3 separate regions of the Mus musculus genome follow, and regions 2 and 3 are each linked to region 1. Evidence: chromatin contacts called from public HiChIP or PLAC-seq data. All regions are on one chromosome and are shown on one strand. Each heading gives the region's core, a stretch centred on a gene start, on an enhancer-like site or on the middle of the called end of the contact. The rest is flanking DNA. Distances are from core to core; before and after follow the strand shown. Region 1 has its middle 23 kb from the start of Gm38877. Region 2 overlaps Gm36355 (a long non-coding RNA gene). Region 3 overlaps Pparg (peroxisome proliferator activated receptor gamma).

What was found. HiChIP or PLAC-seq counts read pairs in DNA pulled down with a chosen protein or histone mark.
Region 2: an HNF4G HiChIP or PLAC-seq map of pancreatic cancer cells shows a contact between it and region 1. The contact joins two enhancer-like sites. A contact is called at or near these places in 10 of 39 promoter capture datasets (the 3T3-L1 cell line, HPC-7-derived erythroid cells, cranial neural crest and 5 more), 3 of 15 datasets of contacts at CTCF or cohesin (the NIH/3T3 cell line and large pre-B cells), 10 of 484 Hi-C or Micro-C datasets (Th1 cells, Th2 cells, bone marrow-derived macrophages and 5 more), 16 of 115 datasets of contacts at active chromatin or transcription factors (CD8 T cells, the NIH/3T3 cell line, Th17 cells and 12 more) and 1 of 9 other capture datasets (embryonic stem cells).
Region 3: an HNF4G HiChIP or PLAC-seq map of pancreatic cancer cells shows a contact between it and region 1. The contact joins two enhancer-like sites. A contact is called at or near these places in 2 of 484 Hi-C or Micro-C datasets (Th1 cells and bone marrow-derived macrophages) and 5 of 115 datasets of contacts at active chromatin or transcription factors (CD8 T cells, the NIH/3T3 cell line, embryonic fibroblasts and 2 more).

What each region holds. Positions count from the first base shown.
Region 1 is chr6:115,292,158-115,295,738 of GRCm38.p6, reverse strand. No RefSeq gene overlaps it. Among named protein-coding and RNA genes, the nearest start is that of Gm38877, 23 kb to the left of the region's middle. Within about 2 kb of position 1,653, at least 7 of the 459 cell types and tissues checked have an H3K27ac peak or open chromatin away from gene starts, as enhancers often do. A contact at or near this core is called in pancreatic cancer cells, where this site is marked.
Region 2 is chr6:115,525,655-115,529,235 of GRCm38.p6, reverse strand. Gm36355 (a long non-coding RNA gene) reads left to right here. Exons shown (of 7, transcript XR_869382.3): 7 at 1,469-3,581. Among named protein-coding and RNA genes, the nearest start is that of Gm36301, 7.9 kb to the right of the region's middle. Within about 2 kb of position 1,570, at least 17 of the 459 cell types and tissues checked have an H3K27ac peak or open chromatin away from gene starts, as enhancers often do. A contact at or near this core is called in pancreatic cancer cells, where this site is marked.
Region 3 is chr6:115,461,130-115,464,710 of GRCm38.p6, reverse strand. It overlaps Pparg (peroxisome proliferator activated receptor gamma), which reads right to left. Exons shown (of 8, transcript NM_001308354.1): 6 at 1,426-1,625. Among named protein-coding and RNA genes, the nearest start is that of Gm36301, 57 kb to the left of the region's middle. Within about 2 kb of position 1,535, at least 94 of the 459 cell types and tissues checked have an H3K27ac peak or open chromatin away from gene starts, as enhancers often do. A contact at or near this core is called in pancreatic cancer cells, where this site is marked.

The DNA.
Region 1 (3,581 bases), core at 404-2,903:
CACTGCTGCTATTTTGCAGCAGACACCCTGAAGTCATTTGATGGAGAAAGGTGTACTTCCTGCTTCCACATGACGGCTTGAACTCTGTGTTCAGAGGATTTGCAAGCTTCTTCCCCCCTCAGAAATGTTGCTTTTGTTCATGTTTTCTGATATCCGTGTTCCCATCTGGTTCTTAGTGGCTTTTGACCCATGGACTAGTACATACTTACAAAAATCTAACCTTGGCCATCTTTCTTTTCCCTAATTTGGCTCCAGCAGCCACACCCTTACCACAGAGTAAACTTTCAGACTGCCTTTAAAACACACTAGTATCTAACAGATTGACTCCAGGATTCCCATGGTTGCCAAAGCCCACAAATGCTCAACTCCCCTCTACAAGATGGTGTTGTGTTTGCCTAGGACCTGGCACAGCCTCCTCCACACTTGAGATTGTCTCTGGCTTCCTGATGCCATGGAAACACTATAGGAATAGGTGCTTTGAATTGTTTAGGAAATAATGGCACATGCTCTGTACGTGGTCAGTACTGATGCCTCCATCCCAGGTTAATAGTACATGCCAGCCAGAGCCCAGCATAGGTCTGATCCGCTGATGTGAAGCCCAGAATAAGGATAAGGAGAGCCAATTGGATTTTTAAGCGAGTCACTTCCTGCACGTAAAGCTACGCCTTCTCTTGCTCTCTGTCTCCAAGCCCTCAGGCCTCTGATGGCCCAGGGCTCCTTGGAAGGCAAGAACACCTACGTCAGAGCTGAGAGGGGCTCTGGTTTTGCCCTGCCTGGGGTTACAGAGAGGCTCTGGAAAACCATGAGAGCTTAGTTTCCCACTGTGCTCCTCCATGTCAAAGCAGTCCCCTTGCCCAGTTCCTCTGCACGTGGACTCTCTCTTCCCATAATGCCTTTCACGTGAACATCTGTTCCAAATCCTATTGTCTTCATTGTTTCACTCCACCAAGACATGGCTCCTCTGTGTATCCCAGGCTATCCTGGGACTAGCTCTGTAGACCAGGCTGGCCCAGAACTCAGAGATCCTCCTACCTCTGCTTCCTGCATGCTGGATGTACACCATCACACCCAGCTGACCAGACCTCATCTACTTAGCAAGAATTAATGTATGTATTTCCTGACTGTGGATCTCTAATCTGGTTGGTTTGGCCTTTTTGTTTTAGATTTATATGTTTTATGCGGTTTGCTGTTTTATCTGTATGGATGGTCAGAGGAGGTCAGATCCCTTAGACCTGGGGTTACAGGGAGTTTTGAACTCTCACATGGGTTTGGGAATCAAACCCGGGGCCTTTGTAAGAACAGCCTGTGCTGTGAACCACTGAGCCCCTGGTGTAATCTACTGAAATCTTGGCCTTCCTTACAGAAGGAAGACGAACATCACAAAACAGCAGTGCCTGGACACATTTTTAATATTGTGCTTACTTTGGTAATCTTTCATTAAATTGCTCCTGTCACGTAGGGCAAATGTTTTAATTAAAATGGTATTTCAATCAGTCAGCAGCCCCAGGCTTGAAGCGGTGGTAAGGATAAGATACTGCCAGAGAGCCCAATCCTATTTTCCAAGGTACTTGCTCTCTATGGAGCACCTCCTGCTGCTGGCCTGCCTCCTCTGGGCTGGAGGCTGTGGGCATGGATCCAGATGTGACTCAGCCTCTCCCACCACTGCAGATGCACCACTGGGTACGCATGCAAGGCACCTGCTCTTCTCCACTGAAGGGGTCAAGCCCTGTGCATCCTCAGAGGAGTCTGTATCAAGAAGCACCTTCTTCTTCCTGTTGATAATGGCCCTGTGCTTAGCTGCAGCTGTCTGCCTGGTATCTGAAGACCAGCTAGGGAGTCTCTCTGCCATATACAGTGGGTGGCAGGGCTGGCTCTAGTGGGGACTAAACTGGTAATAAATGGTGTTTAAAGACTCAGATCTCCATGGCAGGGAACAAGAACCACCTTAGGGTGTGATATGGGGACTATGGAGAGACAAAACACCACTTAAAGATGTATGTGACCCACATCCCTGAATAGTCAGAATAAATTCATTACAGTCTGTTGGGAACATTGAAGTTCCGTGTCAAAACCTTTTTAGGAAATAGCATTCGAGACCCAAAGAAAGAAACTTTAACAGCTACTGGATCTTAAAGATGCTATTTATGGGTTATGGATTTTCTAGCACATGCCCTGTCTTACAGGACTTCTTTTCCACAAGTCCTGAGAACCCAGGACTTTGAATGGGGTTCCAGGTTCTGGAAGGATGGCTTGAGCAGACGTCAGTGCTTTAAAGAGGTGATTTGGGTGTTTGTAGTTGTCCCAGTTCTAAATAAATGAACATTAGCTTAGCACTCAGAGAGCTGAATCCGGCCCTACAGAGAAGGCTGGGGGGGTCACGAGTATCCTTTTACATTAGCATTGAGCTAGGTATCCCCTAAGGATTCAAACACATAAATTACAGGAGGTTTGTTTGTTTGTTGTCTTGGCTTCTTTTTGGTTGGAATCTAGCCTTTAACAGCTGGGCTGTCTCTCCCGTTTGACTCTGACATCTTTCAGGCAGACAGAATGGTCTCTGAAAGGTCTCTGCAGTCTCGTGGTCAGTGTAGCAGCGATAAGGCTTAGATCCCTGGTCCCTGGGTCATCAGAGAGCTCAGTAGTAAACTGTGAGATGGGGGTGGGGCTATAAAGGTGGGGACTATGTGGCCAAGCTTAAGGGAAAGAGAGCCCATCTTGCCCCCAAGATGTGAGCAGACAAGAGAACACAAGTTGTAGTGGGGTCAGGACAGTTCGGAGAGCTTTAATCTGGAGCAGGGGACTTTCGGGGCAGCAAGCTCAGGGTGGATTTGGTTTCTGTTTGCTGAAGGCCTTGATGATAAGCTCCAGATCGGAGCTTGTGCTCTAGGCAGTGGGGAATTATTCTGGGCATGTGAGTCAGGGATGCACGATGACGAAAGTGGAGCTCCAGGCTTTATCTGGCCTAGCATTTGACAAAGGATGGGGGAAGCTGATTCTGAGAGTAGAGAACACATGGTGAGGCCATAATTTAGGGTTTTGAACAAAGGCAGCGTTCACTTTTGAAAACTGTCACATCAAAGTCCAAAATGGTGGCCTAATTAGTGAGCAGTTGGAGATGCAGGTTGTCTGGTTTGGCAAGAATAGATTCATCCCTGGAGCCTGCCTACCCCCTCAAGGTCAGGAGATTGTGAAGAAGAAGAGATGGCTGGGAAATCCTGCCCCTCTGGATGGAAAGGTTCTCTAGGTTTGCTTCATGTTCAGTTTTAACACATGAATATCTATAACAGTATTTTTAGACAAAAAAAACAAAACAAAACAAAAAACTCCAGACAGCCTGGGGAGGGGTATAGCTCAGCGATAGAGCATGCACCGAACATGTCCAGGCTCTGGGTTGGATCACCAGCACAAAACAAATAAAAAAAAACTGAACACGAAAGCCTGCACTGTCTGTGACACTGGACAGTTCTCTGAGAAGGTTCATTTTGTGGTAGGGTGTTTGAAAGAACATCAAATATTAAAAACAATCCCCTCTTTCAATAATTTTCTGTTATTTCAAAAGGCCACTGATCTGAGAGAAGCCAAGT
Region 2 (3,581 bases), core at 321-2,820, 230 kb before region 1:
GACTTCAGACCAGTGGCTTGGTCCCTCTGAGCCCCAACAGTTTCCTTGTCCCTACCCTACTTGGCTTGGAAGTGGGCAGTGGTAATAAAGGTTCACAGCACTGAACCTGGACTGTTGAACCCTCTGTGACTGGTAGCATGGGCTTCTGCCCAGCCAGGCATGTCCCCTCCCACAATCCTTCCATTCTCTTCTCGAGCTCTCTCCATGGCACTCTGGCTGCATGGTGACACTACTAGTGTGTGTCTTCCTGAGGTCCCGTGTCCCAGTCTGTAGCTGCTTGGGGGACATGCTGAGAACCAACAGTACCCATCTTCCCTCTACAGGGAAGCTCCTAAGGGCGAGGGCAGCACTGAGGTTGCTTGCTCATGGGGCCACCAGAACCCTGTTCCCCTACTTCTAGTGGGGTATATCTCTCTAGCCCCAGAAAGCCCACTCTGCCATGTTCCGTGGTGTTCTTGACTGGGTAAACTTTGAAGGAGAAGAGATCGTGGACATCTCAGGGACTCTTGCTCTAGGAAGTGCTGAGGTGGGTGGCTAAAGACCCAGGTGAGCAGGGGGCCAGGGCTGGGGCTGGGCTGGTGAGATGATAGCCAGTTGTCTAGGTGACTCATTTGTACCAACAGGCTGGTGAGACATAGAGAAACCCCGGTACAGGAAGATGAAGCAGGATAACAAGCCTGGGGGATCTTTGAAACAGTCAACTTGGGCCCCTGGTTGCTACTAGCAGAACTCAAAGCCTACTATGACCTCAGGCACAGGGCTTGCCTGCTGGAGCTTTATCTGTCTCATCTGACAGATGGGGATAGGAGCTCCCCCCTCCACAGTCCTTGCGATGGGTTGAGACCCCCTTTTGTAGTACGTCATGGCACTTGCATAGGACCCGCCTGTACACATCCTTTTGAGACCCTTAAATCTTGGGTTGCATCAAATACTGGATGAGGAGCACGTGCTAGAGAGATAGACAGTTTACTGTGTTTAGGGAACAACTGCACAGAGAAAGATTTGTGCGTGTTCAGTACAGATGCCATCTTTAACCTTGGAAAGTTTCAAGACATGTCGGATGGAGAAACTGCAGATAAGGATGGCAGTGAGCTACCTGTTGGCTCACTCTGAAGACACAGGGTGGGAGTGTGAGCAGTGTGCACAGGGCCTGGCTCCTGGGCCTTCTGTTAGCCTTACTCTGGCTCATACATATCTTCAAAGTTGCTCCCTGTTTGCCTTTGTGCCCACAGGATCCCCTCTTTTTCCCTAAGAACTGTGGAGGACTTGAGGGGAGTGCAGGAAGGCAGGAACAGCCTGGAGCTGTCCTGGTCTCGCTATTAGTAAAGTGTGTCGCCTCTGCACTGGCACAGAGAACAGAGGAATTAGCAAATCTATTTTTTGCAAATTTAACCAGATCCTCTGCGCCCCATTATGACTTAATTTAGACTTTTAAAATCTATATAGCTTTCTGTTTGTTTGCTTCCAGGTTGTGATATAGATGAAATGAATGGCAACCCACATTAACCGCAGGCTGAACAACCCCCCTGGAATGTTTGCTGAAGAGCAAGGCAGTGGAGGCTGGCCCACAGAGGAGCCCTATCGCCAGCCATCAGCAAAGACCAGACCTGGTGGAGACTGGAGGACACGCCTGATAACTCAGTGCCCTTGAGAGCTTTCTAGGTGCCTCCAGGCTGCTCCAGTCCTGTGTGTGTGTGTGTGTGTGTGTGTGTGTGTGTGTGTGTGTGTTGTGTGTGAGAAAGAGAGGGATACAGTCCCTGGTAGGTAGCAGTACTCTTAAAAGCTCCTACCACATCCATGACCTTGGCACTAACAGGAAGCCAAGCCTTTGTGGACAGATCCCATGAACTTGAACAAGGAGTTTATATATCAAATGGCCTCATAGAGCTGTAAGAGGAAGCCCAGATGAATCTTTCTTGAATGGACAAATGCTTTCATGTAAGTAGGAGGTGGATTAGGTTCTGGAACTGCCCTGTCCCTCTCCATTTACCCCACTCTTCTCTCTTCTCCTCTGATTTCTTTGTGGTGCTGGAGGTGGACCTCGGCACTTCACATGTTAGACAAGTGAAGTGTACCACTAAACTGTATCTCAGTCTCAGATGGAATTTTCTTAAGGAAGTCCAGGAAATATTTCAAATAGGCAACAGAACCTAAGATTTGTCCATATTGACAATTCCCAACTCAGCGACCAACCAACAAATTAACCAACCAGCAGCCAACCAGCAAATCAAGCAACTAGTTGAACCACCAAGCAACCAGCCAACCATCTAAGCCACCAACCAACCAACTAATCAGCTGACCCAGAAACCAAATAGACAACCAACTGTACAGTCAACCAACCAACCAAGTAAACAACTAATGGGATAACCATCATTCAACAACCAATGAATCAATGGACTGAACAACTAAACCAACTGGTCATCCAACCAATTGACTAACCAACTGAACAATCAATCATCTAACCAACAGAGCCACTAATCAACCAACCAACCAACCAACCAACCAACCAACCAACCAACCAACTAACCTAGCATGAAAACAACTAAGTAACCAATAACCAAGAAGTAGAACCACTAATTGAAATATTCACTGGGTTGGAAAGAAATCCCCTCTTCCAGTGTTTCTGCCCTTTGTCTCCCCCGAGCTCCAGTAGCGTTGCCTGTTCCTCAGACACCTTCTGGGCCATTCTACCACTGCCTGTTTCCATTCCTCTAGAAATTGCTGTGCAGGGCACCTCTGTCCCTTGCACCACTGGTCACAGGCTTCTCACCTGCAGCCAGTGCACAAACAACATGGCTAGAAAGGCATACAATGAAGGGCCCAGTCCCCCCCATCTGACTTTTGAGGAATTGTGTGTGTGTGTGCGCTGTTGTTGTTGTTTTCTGGTCTCCCACTTCTCCAGGTGGAGAGTGCCTACCTGGGTCCAGACAGACAGATTCCCTGACTTCTTTGCCCTGAGTTCCATCCCTGCTACCACATTACCCTGACATGGTGGTACAGACTTGTAATCCTAGGATTTGGGAGGTGTAGACTAGGGGTTCAGGACCATCCTTGACTACCTATGGAGTTTGAGGCCAGCCTAGACTCTCTGAGATCCTGTCTCAAACAAACAAACAAACAAACAAACAAACAAAACCATACTGCAAACAAGCAACAACGCAAAGCCTGCCTGTAGTTTGCCGGGTATCAGTAGCAGAAAGTCAAGTGTGCTTGGGTTGGGAGGGGGGAGGAGCTCCACTTATCTTTGGTTTCCTTTAATTAGTCTTCCCACTTGCCACCACAGGTCACAATCCTTAGGAAGTGTCCCAGACACTGCCTGGACCGGCGGTGGTTCCCGGAAGTCACTGCTCCCAGGTCAGGTGCCTCTTTCTTCCCTCCCACCTGACCTGGGCTGCAAAGGAGCCTCCCTGGCTGTGCGCTGACTTCACCTTCCCCCATGTTCTCGATACTAAATAAGTATATTATGTACAAAATATTGCTATCATCTAGAAAATATCTCCCCAGGAAGGATTAAACAGTGACACATTAAAACCTTTTAAAATGCAGGTATGCATCAGCGGGCCACAAAGACCCCGTGGGCA
Region 3 (3,581 bases), core at 286-2,785, 170 kb before region 1:
ATGTCATGGCCTTGGGGTTTCTATGTGCTTGCCCCTCTCCACTTCAGTTCCTTCTTCTTAAATGAAGATAATAACAAACAATTGCAGCCTTCAGAGGACCCTGAGCTCGAGTGTAAAGAATGTGTAAAATACTTGGAAACTGTAGTGCCTAGGGCCTTGTGTATCACTGTGAAAGTATCAATCACCTCTTTTGCAGGGAGAAACTCAACTGTTCTTACTGGCATGTGGCTTTCTCATAGCTACTAGCTGATTCCACTCGAAGTCATTTATCTAAAACGAAAGAAATAACCTGAGATAGTCCTCAAAACACATTAGGAGATAATACGATTTTTTTCTTCTAAAATCTAAATGGTCATCAAGTTACATGTATCCACCTAATAGTTGACTGGCTCTCCTGGCCATGAAAGTAACTGACCACACACAGGGTTTTCAAGAGCTGGATCCAGGTCTTCTGCATGGGACTTGTAGCTCCTACTGCCTAGGGACATTCATCATAGCATAGACATCAAAGCCAGACCCTGGCTGAAAGACCTGAAGAGCCCAATCCAGTGCACACTTGCAGCTGCTGGTGGACTGGGGAGCAGCATTGAGGTTTTATTTTAATGTAATTTGATGTTGATTCTCAACTTCCTATCAGAAGCTTTCTGCTTCCTAGAAAACTGGATTCAATGATAATTTTCATCTATTATGAATTGCTAAACAATATCAGTCAAAGAATCTCCAGGTACTTAAGAATACTTTTGTGGCTTGGGACTGTAGCTTAGTTCTAGCACACATGTACCCAACATGCTTGCCTGGGATTCAATCCAATAGTTAGCATACTAAACCAAGCAAGCAAGCAAGCAACCAACCATTCCATTGGAGTAGCATAGGCAACTTAGATCCTTGCAGAAAGTAGAACTCATGTATATAATAGAAGGCCAGAGCCTCCAGTTTCCCAGGAATAAAGCTAGGTACTGTAAGGAAATAGGTCTCATGATATCCTGATGTACTTTTGTGCCCACTTTGGACCTGGGACAAATGACCATAGAAAAACTGAAAGGTAGAAGTGGGACACAACAGCTTAACACACCTGCTCAGCCTCCTGCACGGCTTCTGAGACACTCTTGTGACTGGAAGGCTTCACGTTCATTCATGAGTGTAGAGATGACCTATGAGCTCTTGTATTACTCTCAAAGGTTTTTTATTACAGCTTGGAGGACTTACTCCCTTTTCAGAACAATGTTTACTTATCCTATTTGAAGACATTTCCTGTGTTTTGGACCTAGCCTGCCACTAGATTTTAACAGCCTGCAGCTGAGCTGTTTTTTGTTTGTTTGTTTGTTTGTTTTTGCATATGCATGTGCACCAAAGCAAATCATTTAGTCAAAGGAAACAACCCCCAGCCCCAGCCTCCCCCAGTGAAGAGAGCAGAAGAGAACTAACTGATTTGTCCGTTGTCTTTCCTGTCAAGATCGCCCTCGCCTTGGCTTTGGTCAGCGGGAAGGACTTTATGTATGAGTCATACAAATGCTTTGCCAGGGCTCGCAGATCAGCAGACTCTGGGTTCAGCTGGTCGATATCACTGGAGATCTCCGCCAACAGCTTCTCCTTCTCGGCCTGTGGCATCCGCCCAAACCTGATGGCTACAGAGGAAGAGGAATGACAGGATGAATCATTGGATCATTACTAGGGCTCCGCATTGTGCTCTCCCTAATCTTGGTTCCCACACTGAGAGTCCCTCTCTCCACCCGGCGCTGGTTCTGCCTTCTATCTACCACTTTGCTCATGTTTTTATTTCGCAACAGTAGCACAGACAAATGAAATTAACTTATTTACTTCTTCAGTTAAAAAAGGCAACATACGATCCTGTTAGGAAATTGGAAGGATCCGCTAGCAAACAGGAATACATATTCATTTAAACATGAATCGAGAGACAACTCCTATCCAAAGATGCAAAGTCATCTTTATAGAGCTTTCAAGTACAGCTAATTATTTCTTCCCAGTGTTCCCCCAACCCTAAGCATTTCAACAATCAAAATGTTCACACTGTACTATAATTATGACTTTTTATACCTCTAACCCCTCTGTAGAACAATGTCCTGCAGACAGGGACACTGTCATAATTATCTTGGTAACCTCTGCACTTCATAAAAGGTACGGCAGGAGCATCTTTGTGTTTCATGAATTAAACAGTTACGGAGAAGTTCAAGTTGTACAAACATAGGCCCTGTTCTCAGTCAGTTCATATGAGCTATCCGTTTCTGTTGTAAAGAAAGACCAGGGAACTTGGACATTAAATGGATGGAAACTGACTTACCCCCTAACTCTGCAGAATTCCCCCTTAATGAGGTTCATCAGAATACCTTTAATTTGGCTTCTCAAGGAGTGAGGAAGTGTGAATGCAAAGCAAAGACTTAAGACAGACTGTAGGGCCTAATGTAGGAATTGACCTGTGTGAGCTGGGGTGTCCTTTGGGCACAGAACCCTTGCTTGGCATGTGCAAGGCCTTCCCCAAAAAAATTAAATAAATAGTAATCTGTTTATAGACTTCTAACTTGCATAAAATTTCCTACTTCCTGGTCTGATATTACTTATAAAATGTCCCTTTGAGTAATGTTTCTTTGACACCATTCTTTGTTGAGCTAGCTCTCTTTAGGACACTGCTTTTCTCCAGTGGAACATCTTGCTCTCATACTTAGTAGTATCTTGAGCACCATTCTATGTGACACTCAAGATGATGGTGGGCTCTTTTACTTAGATGATAGGCTACTTGTGAGCAAAGGTTGGGGCACATTTACATATATCTTAGTACTTGGTAGAACTCAATCAATGTTGCTGAATATGAGAACCAACAGGTTTGTGCTTTTTTTGTTTGTTTGTTTGTTTGTTTTTGAGATGTTAAAAAATTAAAAAAAAATTGTGTGAATTTGCCTGCATCTCTGCATCACAGTGTGTACCTAATGTCTGAGGAGGCCAGCAGAGGGCAATGGGTTCCCTGGAATTGGAGTGACAGACAGATGTTAATTGTTATGTGGGAGTTGGGAATCAAACCTGGGTCCTCTGCAAGAGCAGATAGTGCTCTTAACTGCTAAGCCATCTCTCCAGCTCCAGGTGGATGGTTTTTATTCTTACACTAAAGATAGTATATTTATCATAAGACAAGGTATACAGGAACATTTCTATCTGTTCAGTGACTTTATTTAATCGTTGGTGCTGGGGATTGAGTCTTGGGTCTTGTGCATGCTGAACTCATGTTCTACCACTGAGCTACAACTCAGTTCATATTATTTTTATTGTATTTTATAGTTTGAGACTAGGTCTTGGGCATAACACAATGTGGCCCAGGATGTGAAACTCCTCTGCACCAACCTTTCTAGTTGGTGGGATTACAGGTCACTACCATGCCCAGCAAATTTTGTTTTAGAGAAAAGACTGATTTGTCCTCGAGTCTCAAATGTGTAAGTTCATCTCAGTTGGCCCTATACTTTATCACTAATAAAACTATTGCCCTACAGGGGCTTCTTAAGAGACCTTGCTTGGAGTTAGAGGGGAAAAGATGTTTGCCTCTCAGTTTACATTAGATCAGCATATGTTTAGAT